3 separate regions of the Anser cygnoides genome follow, and regions 2 and 3 are each linked to region 1. The links are chromatin contacts, called in public Hi-C maps. All regions are on one chromosome and are shown on one strand. Each heading gives the region's core, a stretch centred on a gene start, on an enhancer-like site or on the middle of the called end of the contact. The rest is flanking DNA. Distances are from core to core; before and after follow the strand shown.

Region 1 (3,205 bases), core at 230-2,729:
CTGCTTGGCCAGTAACTATCTCTATAGCTCCAGAGTGACCACAGGGTGTATCTGGAACAGCAGAGATGCTGCAGGGCCTTTGCTAGTGCTGTGCTGGCTCGTACGACTGCCTGACTGGGGGATGAGATGAGGCAGCAGGGGCTGCTCAACCCAAGCACAAGCTCATCCTTATCCTACAGGGATGTGGTGGCCACTCTGCAGCTCCACAGGCAACCCTCTACTTATCCTGTGACTCTTCAGCATGTAAGGGCATTTGTGTGTAGTTCCCAAAGATCGCGAGCTGCTGCTGGCCAACTCTGCTCAATAAAACTCAAGATTTGGAGTTTGGTTCTTTGGTTCTTGGTTTGGTTCTTTGGAGAACCAAGGAGCTGCAAAATACACTCCAGCCCCCTTTTTATTTCTTGGTACACTGTAAGAGGAAAACAAGTTTCTGAAGCTCAAATAATCCTGATGCAGAAAGCAAACCTGTAAGTTAATACATTCAGACTGTGAGAAGGTTTTAAACCTGTGTGTTTACTCCCCATTTAGAGAGGGACAGGAAAATGAACTGTTTTCAAGTTCTACATCAAACCTTTTGAATGGTCAATCAGCCCTTAAAAAGCAAACACCATGTCACACATTTTTGAAGGATACAAAATCTTGTAGCTGTCCAAAGATTTCATCCACTTTGCCAATCTGTTCCTTATTATCCAGGTACACGGGTGCGTTGAAATAAGGCACCCTGTTTTCTTCTGTTTTACACTTACAGATGAGTTCATCTTCACACGGATGCATGAACTCTCCTAATACTGAAATAAACGACAAACAAGCTGAAGATCTTGAATAGTCCTTTTACGTTAAAGAAACAGAATCTCTTCGTGTAACTTACAAACTACCGTTTCTGGAGGCCCCTGGTCGTATCCGCCTCTGTTGAAGCCTCCTCGGCCGCCTCCCCGTCCGAAGCCTCCTCGTCCACCACGATTAAAGCCACCTCTGTCGCCACCGCCTCCTCCACGATTAAAGCCGCCTCCTCTTCCTCCTCCTCCGCCACCTCTTCCTCCTCCACCTCCTCTCCCACGGAAACTCATCCTCTACCTCCTCCTAGACTGCGAAGGCACAAAACCACCTGGTTAAGAAGCAAAAGACATTTACGAGTTGATGAGGTGCGAACGAAGGTCACCGGCGGCCCTGTGCGATGGCTAGCTGCTTCTACCCTGGCTAAAAACACGCGGGACAGACATGGGGGGGGCAGCGGACACCCCCGGCCCCTCCACCGGGCCCGGCCTCCCTCAGGGCCGTCTCCCCTCCCGGCTCGGAGGCGGTTTGGCCGGTCCCCAAGGGCCCTAACGGTTTTAACGGCCGTAACGGCCGGGCCCCACGCGCGCCTACCCCTGCACACGCGGGCGCCGGCGTTGTCAGGGCGGCCCGCCAAGCGCTCCGCCTGCCGCAAAGGAGAGCGAGGGCCGCGCGGCAGTGTCGCAAAAGGGGGGAGGTTTTGCCAGGGGTTGTGCTGGCGTCGTCTCCCACCCGGCCTTTACATCCTCTTATCTCCCGCTTGTTGCGTTTTCTTATCTCGCGTCCACGCTAAAACGAGTTAAACTGAGCCGCGTGGCCAGGGCAGGTCCGTGGGTTAATGGTTAAGGCTTCCCCTGCGCCGTTTTCACGCCCGCTTTTTAAAAAAAAAAAAAAAATCGGGCTGGTGGTTAAAAATTAGACACAGATCTGCCCAGGGGCGACCAGGGGGACCCCGGCCGCAGGGCTCCGCTGCGGACAGGGAGAAAGCTCGGCCATGAGGGCGGTATTCGTGGCGTGCTTGTCCCTCCTTTGGGTTTGTGGAGCGGAGGTAAGGATTTGTTGCGTTGGGGGATCATTAACTTAATTAAATGATACTCGTAAAGCAGTTAGAAGGTCGTTACTATGAAAACAAAGCCAGCTGATTTTTTAAAAAAGTTTCACAGTTTTTGTATTTCATACGTTTTTCTCCAGCCTGGTTTGCCTATCTGAGTCTTGCTACTTCGCATATCGATTCTGCCAGGGGATTACATGAACAGGCTTCTGGAAAAGGTTTTAATCGTGATCCTATCCCGCAGCCAATTTGCAGGCATGGCTGACCCCACAAAGGTGCAGCAATTTCCCCTCTCCCCCTTTTCTGAGAAATGAGACCACAGCCTTAACTTCTAACGTGGCGACGCCGCGTGTTGAAAGGCCTGAGGTTGTGCTGGGGAACCTCTTCCAGCAGAAGTCTGTCATGAAGTCCAGGCAGGCTCGGTGTTCAGCAAACCCCGAGCCTTTCAGAGAAGCCCCCAGGTAAAAAGCAACGCTTTCTGATGGCTGTTCACTCAGGACTTGGGAGAAACGCCTAGTGCGATACGGGAGTTGTGCCAAGCCAGATCTGGCTCACGCTTTGCCATGTGAATCCAAGAAGAATGCGTTGGATTCTACTGACCTGAGGAGAGCAGGAAGAATTTATTAAGATCATACAGTCATTAAAGGGGGGTGGGCGGTGGGGGGAGGATTAATTTCTGCCCCAGCAACATCCCTGCTGACTTTACTCAGGCCAGGATTTCTTCACGAGAACTTTAAACTTAGGCTCTATTGATTCGGTGGACACAGTGAAAGCTGATAAATCCCATTTGACTACTGGCTTTCTCTCCCGCGTTTATGCAAAGTCCATCCATACATTTTTCAAGCTTCAACATTCTTCCTACTCATAGATCTTAGTAAGCAAAAGCACGCAGCCAGCAATGGCTCACCTAGACAGTCAGATGGAGGATCAGGATCCATACTTGCGGTCCAGTAACAGCCAGCAACCCCACCACAAATCCACTGCTCTGCGAGATAGAGGAAGAGAACTGATAAGGAGGAGCATTTATTTTTCACATTTCTTGAAGATACGTACACTTATTGCTTCAGCAGTCTTGCCTTGAAACAAATAATTAATTTTAGACTTCTTTATTCGCTTCTAAGTAGTTCCTAAATATTTATAAGTGGTAGTTAAACTCAAAGCCAACTGGACCAATGAAAAGGTCTCAAAAAAAAATCAAGTTGCTACTTTTTAAAATTTTATTTTTCTGATGTTTAAGTCCCCTTATGTTTTAAGTTGTTTACAATCCCATTGTTGTGGAGTGTTGTAAACCACTGGCTTAAAATATTTATCATCTGTTGGGTGCTTCAGCCAATGTTTGAAGAGTAAAGAAAATAAAGTGTGTGGGAGATCAGTAAAAGT
Region 2 (3,683 bases), core at 677-3,176, 290 kb before region 1:
TTATTCCCTCCATGGCTTCTTCACAGACCCAATAACCATGTTTACACATAAAAATGAGTGCTTGCTTTTTTCTCTGCTTCCTGAATTTTCTGCTGCTGGTGCCTGTCACTGCTACTACTCCTGGCACTGCCTGCCAGCAGTTGAATGAAGCTGATGCAACTCTCACTCATGACACTGTTGTCCCAGGAAGGCAAAAAAAGTGCCATGAAAACAGACCAATGTTTGGCTTTGTGTTCCTGAAACAAGACCCTAGAAGAGTCTAGCCAAGTTTATCTTCTAGTTTTAAAGGCTGGCCTAAGTCACTTCAGAAATGTAGATACTGTAAAATGGATGGTATTGTGCCCTTTCCATGCATTAAGTGAGAAGTTTTGCCCCTGAGCACTGAGAAATGGCTTTTTCAGGCTTTCCCCTTGAAGTGGTGCAAAACTGGGAAGTGAAGTGGGTTAAACGAACCACAAGAAGCTTATATCAATAACTACTGATATGTTAAAAAAGAAGAGCTGGAGCAGAGAAACTTCAAGTCAGAGATAACCTTCATAGTTCAGATCTCCCTAACTCATAATTTAAACCAGCTACAGAAGGGACAGAGTTTGGATATTCCTCAGGCTTGCAACATCAAGGAGGCACAATGTCAGGAAAAGTATCACAAGAGCATTTCACACCAAAACTATTACTCTGGGGGTGACCAGTGCGTTGTGAGAGCTGTATGTTATTTATTGGACTATGGAGCTAAAAAACAGGCCTCAGTCCCTCTACCTCTCTGAGGGAGCCTTTTGTAATGCTCAAGGGTAACCTGGGACCAGTAGAGTTTGGAAAAGCTTTTCAAATTTTCAAAATAATAACAGAAGCCCCCAGCTCTCCAGCGCGCTCTTGTCAACAGCCAAAAGATTTTGAATACAACATCTTCCTTAGGGGAATGACAAAATTAAAGAGCAGCCCAGAAATGTCAGCAAGTTGGTGAGAGACAAGACTGAGAAGCTGACACAGGAATAGAGCAGGTCTCAGCAAGTAGGAATAGAGAAGAACATTTAATAAATAAAAGAAAATTTCCTTTACTTAGTCTGTCCGTTCTCAGTGTAGGTGGTCCTATAAAAGCCAACCAGGGAACCATTCAGCCAGCCTTGAAACTTCAGGGTGAGTATATAAGGGTCATTCTCATCAGTGACAGGGAGCTCCGCTTCTGCCTTCATCACTATGTACTCTTGTGGTGTGTACTCAAAGCAGTCAGTCACAGCAATCTGCTGTCCTGAGGATTTCTTGAGCGTGGGCCTTTCTGTAATCTTGGTCTCTCGCAGATGGAGCCACAGGTGGGTGGTAGATTTTTCCAAAGCGATATAAATACTGACTGTCCCTGTGTAAATGTCTGCCTCCATCTCAGGCTTCACTTCCAGGTCATAGTGGAAAGGCTTCACGTAAGTGGGTAGTCTGAAATGTCTCCACTCGCCAGTATCATCATTTTTAGGAGGACAGGAACCTGCATCCACTGTGGGAGGAGAGGTTGTTGGCTGATCTGGCTGATTTGGCTTATCTGTTTCCGCTGAAGACTGCTGCGATTTAGGTCTGGTCAGTCCCACACCAAGCCCCACAGCAAGACCTACAATGGCCACAACGCCACAGATAATAGCCACATGCTTTGTCTTCATGCAGTACTTCTTGGGCTTCTTATCCTCGAGATCCATGTCCTCCATCTCAGCTCCCGGGTCTGTTCTCAGAGCAAAACATTAACCATATAAAGCTTATTAGTCAATTCAGCACTTGCTTTCGGTAAACTCAGCAGACTTGGTTTGTACGTTAATTGTGTAGCTATAGCTGTTCTCTCTCTGTCTCCCCCACCTCGCTTTCCGCAAGGCACTCAATTAATTAAAGATAACATGCATTTAGAGGAAACATGAATGATCAAAAGGAGTGCAGCTGGGCAGGGAGACCGAGGGAACCGACACAGAGGAACATTGTTCCCACTGCACTCCCCTTATAAGCAGCACAACCCCACCCCCAGCCCCTCCTGCTCCGGCCTGAGTTAAATATAAAACAGTGCTATGTTAATCAGCAGTTAGGAGATGATCAGATGCCAAAGCTCTGTCAGCAGCTTTCAGAAGGAGTTTGCAGATAGAGGTGTAACTGCTCCAAAACCTCAACCTTTGCCACTGCCTCTTCCTTTTTTTACCTTGCTGTGTCTTGTTTGGGTTTTTGAGGTTGCAGGGTTTTTTTCCCTCTTACTAGCAAGGATTTCCTTGAACTTCCACCCTATAGTTTGTGAAATGACATCTCTAAAGTCTCAAAAATCCAGCAAAATCACATACATCTTTCAAGGGCTTTTCAACTGTTTCGCCTCTTTTCTAGGCTCATTTACCTCTGCTGTGTAATTCGAGGCAGTTGCAGGCAGAAGAATGTACAGCGGAATGATAAATCTTCATCGCTGACTTCAAACTTTAAAACATGTCCAATTCTTTTTGTCTCATAGGGCCAATTTTCCAGGAGACTGCTCATGACCGTGCATGCACAGGCAGCCTGGGATATGGCTGCCTTGTTGGTCAGTGCAATTGCAGAGCTGCCCGTGAACCCTCGCTGGGAGGGACACTTCTAAATACGCAGTTGGATGATTTATGTACTAAAAATCTAACTCAGCATTTACTGCATGTCATCGCAATGTGGCGCTTCATTGAAACAAATTAATTGAACAGAGCCCAGTTCTGCCTGGAAAACCTTATTATAAGTAATGCCTTGCTAAGCTTGCAAGCAAGGTGTTGCTAATGTAACACCAAACTGAGTCTTGACCTTGTTTGACATAGAACTAAAGGAAAACAATAGAATAGAAACCTCAGTCTTCAGCTCTCTTAACCCTTTTCCTCCACTTACAGAGCCCATTTCAGTAGGTTTTAAATCAGGCACATCAGTTTGGCTTCGTGCCTCCTGTTTTAGTTTATAATGAGATAGATTAACGTTGCTCTTCACATCAGTTACAATTCTCTGACTACTGAGCCTCTTTTCTTTTTTTTTTTTTTTTTTTTCTTTTAGGATAGATAAAGTTTTACCTGGACAGGGAGATTCAAGACTTAGAATTAGTGAACACATGCTCCCAGTGAGACACACTGTCTCAGGGAAGGAGCCTTTCCAGAATAGGTTTCATCCAGTCTATTCAGTCTTTTTAGAAATGAATCTGCTCCCAAGCTTTGTAAGTCTCCCTTTGAAATATTCGCCAGCCACCACCAGGAACTTTAGCCACCCAATCCACATCAGCACTCTTATAGCACACTACTATTTATATTGCTTCTTCTTTTAAGGGCAAAGTTTTCCATCAGGAATTGAGAAAAGAAAAGGTCTTTTTTTTTTTTTTCCAGAGCATCAAGTTAACTCTTACTCAGATACTTTCAAAAGTGAAAAAAAAAAAGGAAAAGGAAAAAAATAAAAAAAATTCAAGCAGAAAGCTAAAAATCTGTTTCATATTATGTCTGGTTTTATTGTTTCCCATTTCCCTCTCGTGATCAAAACTAGATATGACATGGGAAACCAGTGCCCTTTAACGGATTGGGTAAGAATTTAACTTCCAGCAACAGAGCCAGCATTGAAGATCATAGTCTTAACATTTAAAACCATTTCTGCTTTTCTTTTGTTCTGATTGAAGACGACATGAAAACAGAGTGAGAATAGATTTTAAATAAGACATCTTAAGCCAAAGCAGGCCA
Region 3 (3,523 bases), core at 681-3,180, 320 kb before region 1:
AGTAGTCTTACCTGGTGTTACTTAGACGTGCCTGCATACCTGACTGGTGTTATTCCTAAGATCCTTAAGACAACTTTGTTTTCTTAAGATGTATTTCAAACAGTTAAGCACGCTGTGTTAAAGCCGGTATAATTAAATGCAATGACTGCTAACCGTCACTAGAGGATGCTCTTAATACACTGCGGAGAAATAAAAATAGGAAAATCTTTTCACTGCATGTTCTCGTCTTCGACAAAGGAGTATGGTTTTTGTTGTCGTTGCTGTTGTTTTTCTTTTACGAGGCGGAAAAAAGTTCATTTCTATCTCCATGATGCTTCTGCATGAATATCCTATTTATTTCCATCCTTTTAACCATAAACTCATTCTAGCTATTACAACCCCGTGAGATTAGAAAATGCACAGACAAACCACATTTCCCAGATCACCATATTCATTTTTTCTGGTGCACACAGAAAATAGATTATAATTTTCGAGTTGCCTGTTAAGATGTATTTGAGCAATAGCTCCTAATTATAGTAGTAAACATTTTAATATTTTACCTTTACTTTACTTTTTACTACATTTACTTTTTACTTTCCTACAAGTTTATGTTTTACTTTGATATATGTTTGGGGGGGCAATACCTTTCCCATAGCAAAAACTTAATGCCGTTATTTCTCTAACATGTTTTCTGATGCTTACTCTTTTCTGTCCTAATCTCCCCATCTGATTTGTCTTTGATAGGTTGCATTCATCTCCTATGTAAGGAACTACATCTAAAACAATTTTTAAAATATTTCAGGAACTCTTCAATAACTTGTGCAGAGCTGTTAACGTCAAAAATAGGCATGGTTAAACAAACAACACCCAGGATAGGACGTGTGTCACCAGGACATGTCTGTCAAACTACTTTGTCAACTTAAATGCCTCTCTGGTCCCAAGTCCTGCACATTGTTTCCGTGTTCACTTGGACAGCCCGGAAGGTACTCCAGAAATGTTTTGTTTTTATTTTTTTCCCGAGTGAAATCACCCATCCATCAGATCAGATTGTTTTGGACTGATGTTGTGTTCTCCAGCCTTTCAAAATGCACAGATGACCAAACGTTTCTCTCCTTGCTCTCTTCTCTTTTAATCATGCCTCTACAGATGTGGCCGTGGGTAGCAGTCTGTCCAGCGTGTGGAGCAATTGGAGCAGGAGGCACCAGCTCTGCTCTGGAAGCCGCATTGGCTTGTTAGCATAGCGTGCTCACATGAACAACGTCCTTCATCCTAGCCCTGACTTTTCTGGCCAGGCTGCTCCGATGCCAACTACGACATGCTGTTTGGCTGCCTAACTGATTTCCCTCTCCTGCAATCTGATCTTTGCCATGGCTGACCTTCTCCTAGGTTGTGTTGTTCCAATGCAAATTGCATGTTGTTGGCTCTGCTGGCTGTTCCGTGTTTGTAATAAAGCAGTGACTGACAGTGTTCATGAAAACCTGCCCCTGCTTGCATCAGCCTTTCTCAAATTGCGCAATTGTGTGCTTCTGTTTTGTGGCTAGGGCGATACCTGAGGGTGTAGTTTGCTCTGGTTCACCTCCCAGTTTGTGTTGGTTCACTTTCCTGCCTGGAGCTTGTCTTTCCTCCCTTGCAGTCTGGCTGGGAAGCTCGGCAGCCCGCGTGTGAAGCCAGCAGTTGTGTTATTTTGGGGCACTCGCTAGGGGAGCACATTTTTGTTTGTTTGTTTTTCTCCTGAACTAGGGAGGAGAGGAGCGAGCCTGTGCGGCTTGAATGGAGCTTTGTTTTGGGCAGGGGAAATGAAAAGCTGAAATCTTGCCTAGCCTGACACAGAACTGTGCCCTTCCACAGGGCTCAGCCTTTTGGTTTGGGGTCCTTGAAGTGGTAAAGTACAAGAAGGGCTGCCTTTACCAGAGCGCCAGAGCAGAGGAACGCCCCTTACGTGCAGCGGTCGGAGACCTTGTGCGGGAGGTGGAAGACTTGGTGAATTATTGTTTCTGCTGGAGAGAATTTCAAACCGCATGCCTTCCCTTTCGGGCTGTTGCTCAAACCGCTGTACTCTACAACTCTGATCCTATGCGTTTGTATTTGCTTAGGGCCTGTTAATGCAGGTCTGAGCTTATTAGCAGTCTCTGTTGAGGACATCCATCTGTACTTAAAGTAATAATAAAATACAGCAGTCTGGCATTCCTGTGTTTTCAGATACTCATGTGAAGGACCAAACTAGAAAGCTACTCATTTGCTTTTAGTCCTGACTATTATTTAAGTACCACGTGGGAATTTGAACGACCAGGCCTGGTATATTGTCACGTGGAAGAATTCTCTTGCATTTCTGTGGAGGAGATGGAACCGAGCCTTGATCTGCTTGCTTTCTTTGTAAGTGCTCCAGCCTGAGAAAAAGGGAGCTGGTGACTTTTCATCAGTGATTTTGTAGCTTCAGGTCCGCAGTGTTTTCTCCATCTGAACTTGCTTAACGAACCTGGGTGGGCCATAATTTCAGTTTGCTGAAAGAGAGCATTTGCTAAAATAAATGAATCAAATCTGTTTTTGGCTGCCCACCAGACACCTGCAAAATCTGCCTCCTAGACTGCCACAGCAACTATTTTGGCTCATAAGAACTTGATCTGCGGCATTAACAACTTCTTGCCATAATGTCCTGCAACTTTTTCTCTGGCTATAGCTACAGTGACTATCCTCTGGAGAGTGTCCTGCAGTTGTTTTGTTTCAGGCTCCCTCTTTGCAAAAGACATGAAAATACCCTGAAGTTGCAGACCTGCTACAGGTGTGAGATCTGTAGCTCTGTGGCATGCGGCTCCTGGCTGGACTGGCTTCTTCACCAAGCTGTTTGAATGAATTTGACAGCAGACAATGCAGAATGGGAAAGCTGCTGTGGCAGGACCTCATGATATGCAACTGGCTTTGCACTCCCTGGAAGAAAATGTATCTGTGACTAGACTCTAGTTCACTGCAAGTTGTTTAAAAAAATTCAGAAGTGCTGGAAAGGATATTTAGAGGTCACCTGGCCATTTCATCCATCTCCAAAGAAAAGTTAGCATTGATAATTTAAGCTAAAGCAAAGGTTGTACAGTGGATATCGCACATACAACTCCACCATCTACTTAAAATTAAGGTTTAATTCTTATTAAAAATAAGAATCTTGTATCCCCAGCCTCCCTTTCGTAGAGTTAGACTCCAGTGCTCTCTCATGCCTGGATCTCTTCCTTTCCCTGTCTGCCTGCTTCTTGAGACCACCTGTACACATTGCTTCAGCGTCATTAAACCACCAGCAAACAGACAAATCCCTGGACATCAGTGTGTGAAGAACAGAGGGTTGATATTGAAAGGATTTCCGTATGTGAGAGATTACTGAAACAGCTAGTGAGTGCTACTTAAGAGCAAGGTCTCTCAGATACTGTGCCATGGTCGTGTTTCTCAGGATTTGTTCTTCACTCGCAGCTCTTTAGAATATACTCTGTGAAGCCAGAACCTCTCAGATTTATCTGAACCTAATACAATTCAGGTGCTTTGATAAATAGATTTATTTTTT

What was found. A called contact is a pair of places that touch in the nucleus more often than the background predicts.
Region 2: a contact with region 1 is called in a Hi-C map of liver, with 14 times the contacts expected there. The contact joins the promoter of ENPEP here to the promoter of CFI in region 1. A contact is called at or near these places in 2 of 7 Hi-C or Micro-C datasets (both in liver).
Region 3: a Hi-C map of liver shows a contact between it and region 1, with 9 times the contacts expected there. The contact joins the enhancer-like site here to the promoter of CFI in region 1. A contact is called at or near these places in 2 of 7 Hi-C or Micro-C datasets (both in liver).

Annotation. Positions count from the first base shown.
Region 1 is chr4:76,571,822-76,575,026 of Taihu_goose_T2T_genome, reverse strand. CFI (complement factor I) reads left to right here and starts at 1,479. Exons shown (of 12, transcript XM_013185305.3): 1 at 1,479-1,822. The coding sequence starts at 1,769. It overlaps GAR1 (GAR1 ribonucleoprotein), which reads right to left and starts at 1,478. Exons shown (of 7, transcript XM_066996437.1): 1 at 1,369-1,478; 2 at 869-1,085; 3 at 634-788. The coding sequence starts at 1,067.
Region 2 is chr4:76,857,066-76,860,748 of Taihu_goose_T2T_genome, reverse strand. It overlaps ENPEP (glutamyl aminopeptidase), which reads right to left and starts at 1,926. Exons shown (of 20, transcript XM_013185387.3): 1 at 1,057-1,926. The coding sequence starts at 1,688.
Region 3 is chr4:76,896,733-76,900,255 of Taihu_goose_T2T_genome, reverse strand. It overlaps LOC106038676 (a long non-coding RNA gene), which reads left to right. Exons shown (of 3, transcript XR_001208765.3): 2 at 724-962; 3 at 1,126-1,363. Among named protein-coding and RNA genes, the nearest start is that of PITX2, 38 kb to the left of the region's middle. Within about 2 kb of position 1,930, at least 2 of the 3 cell types and tissues checked have open chromatin away from gene starts, as enhancers often do. A contact at or near this core is called in liver, where this site is marked.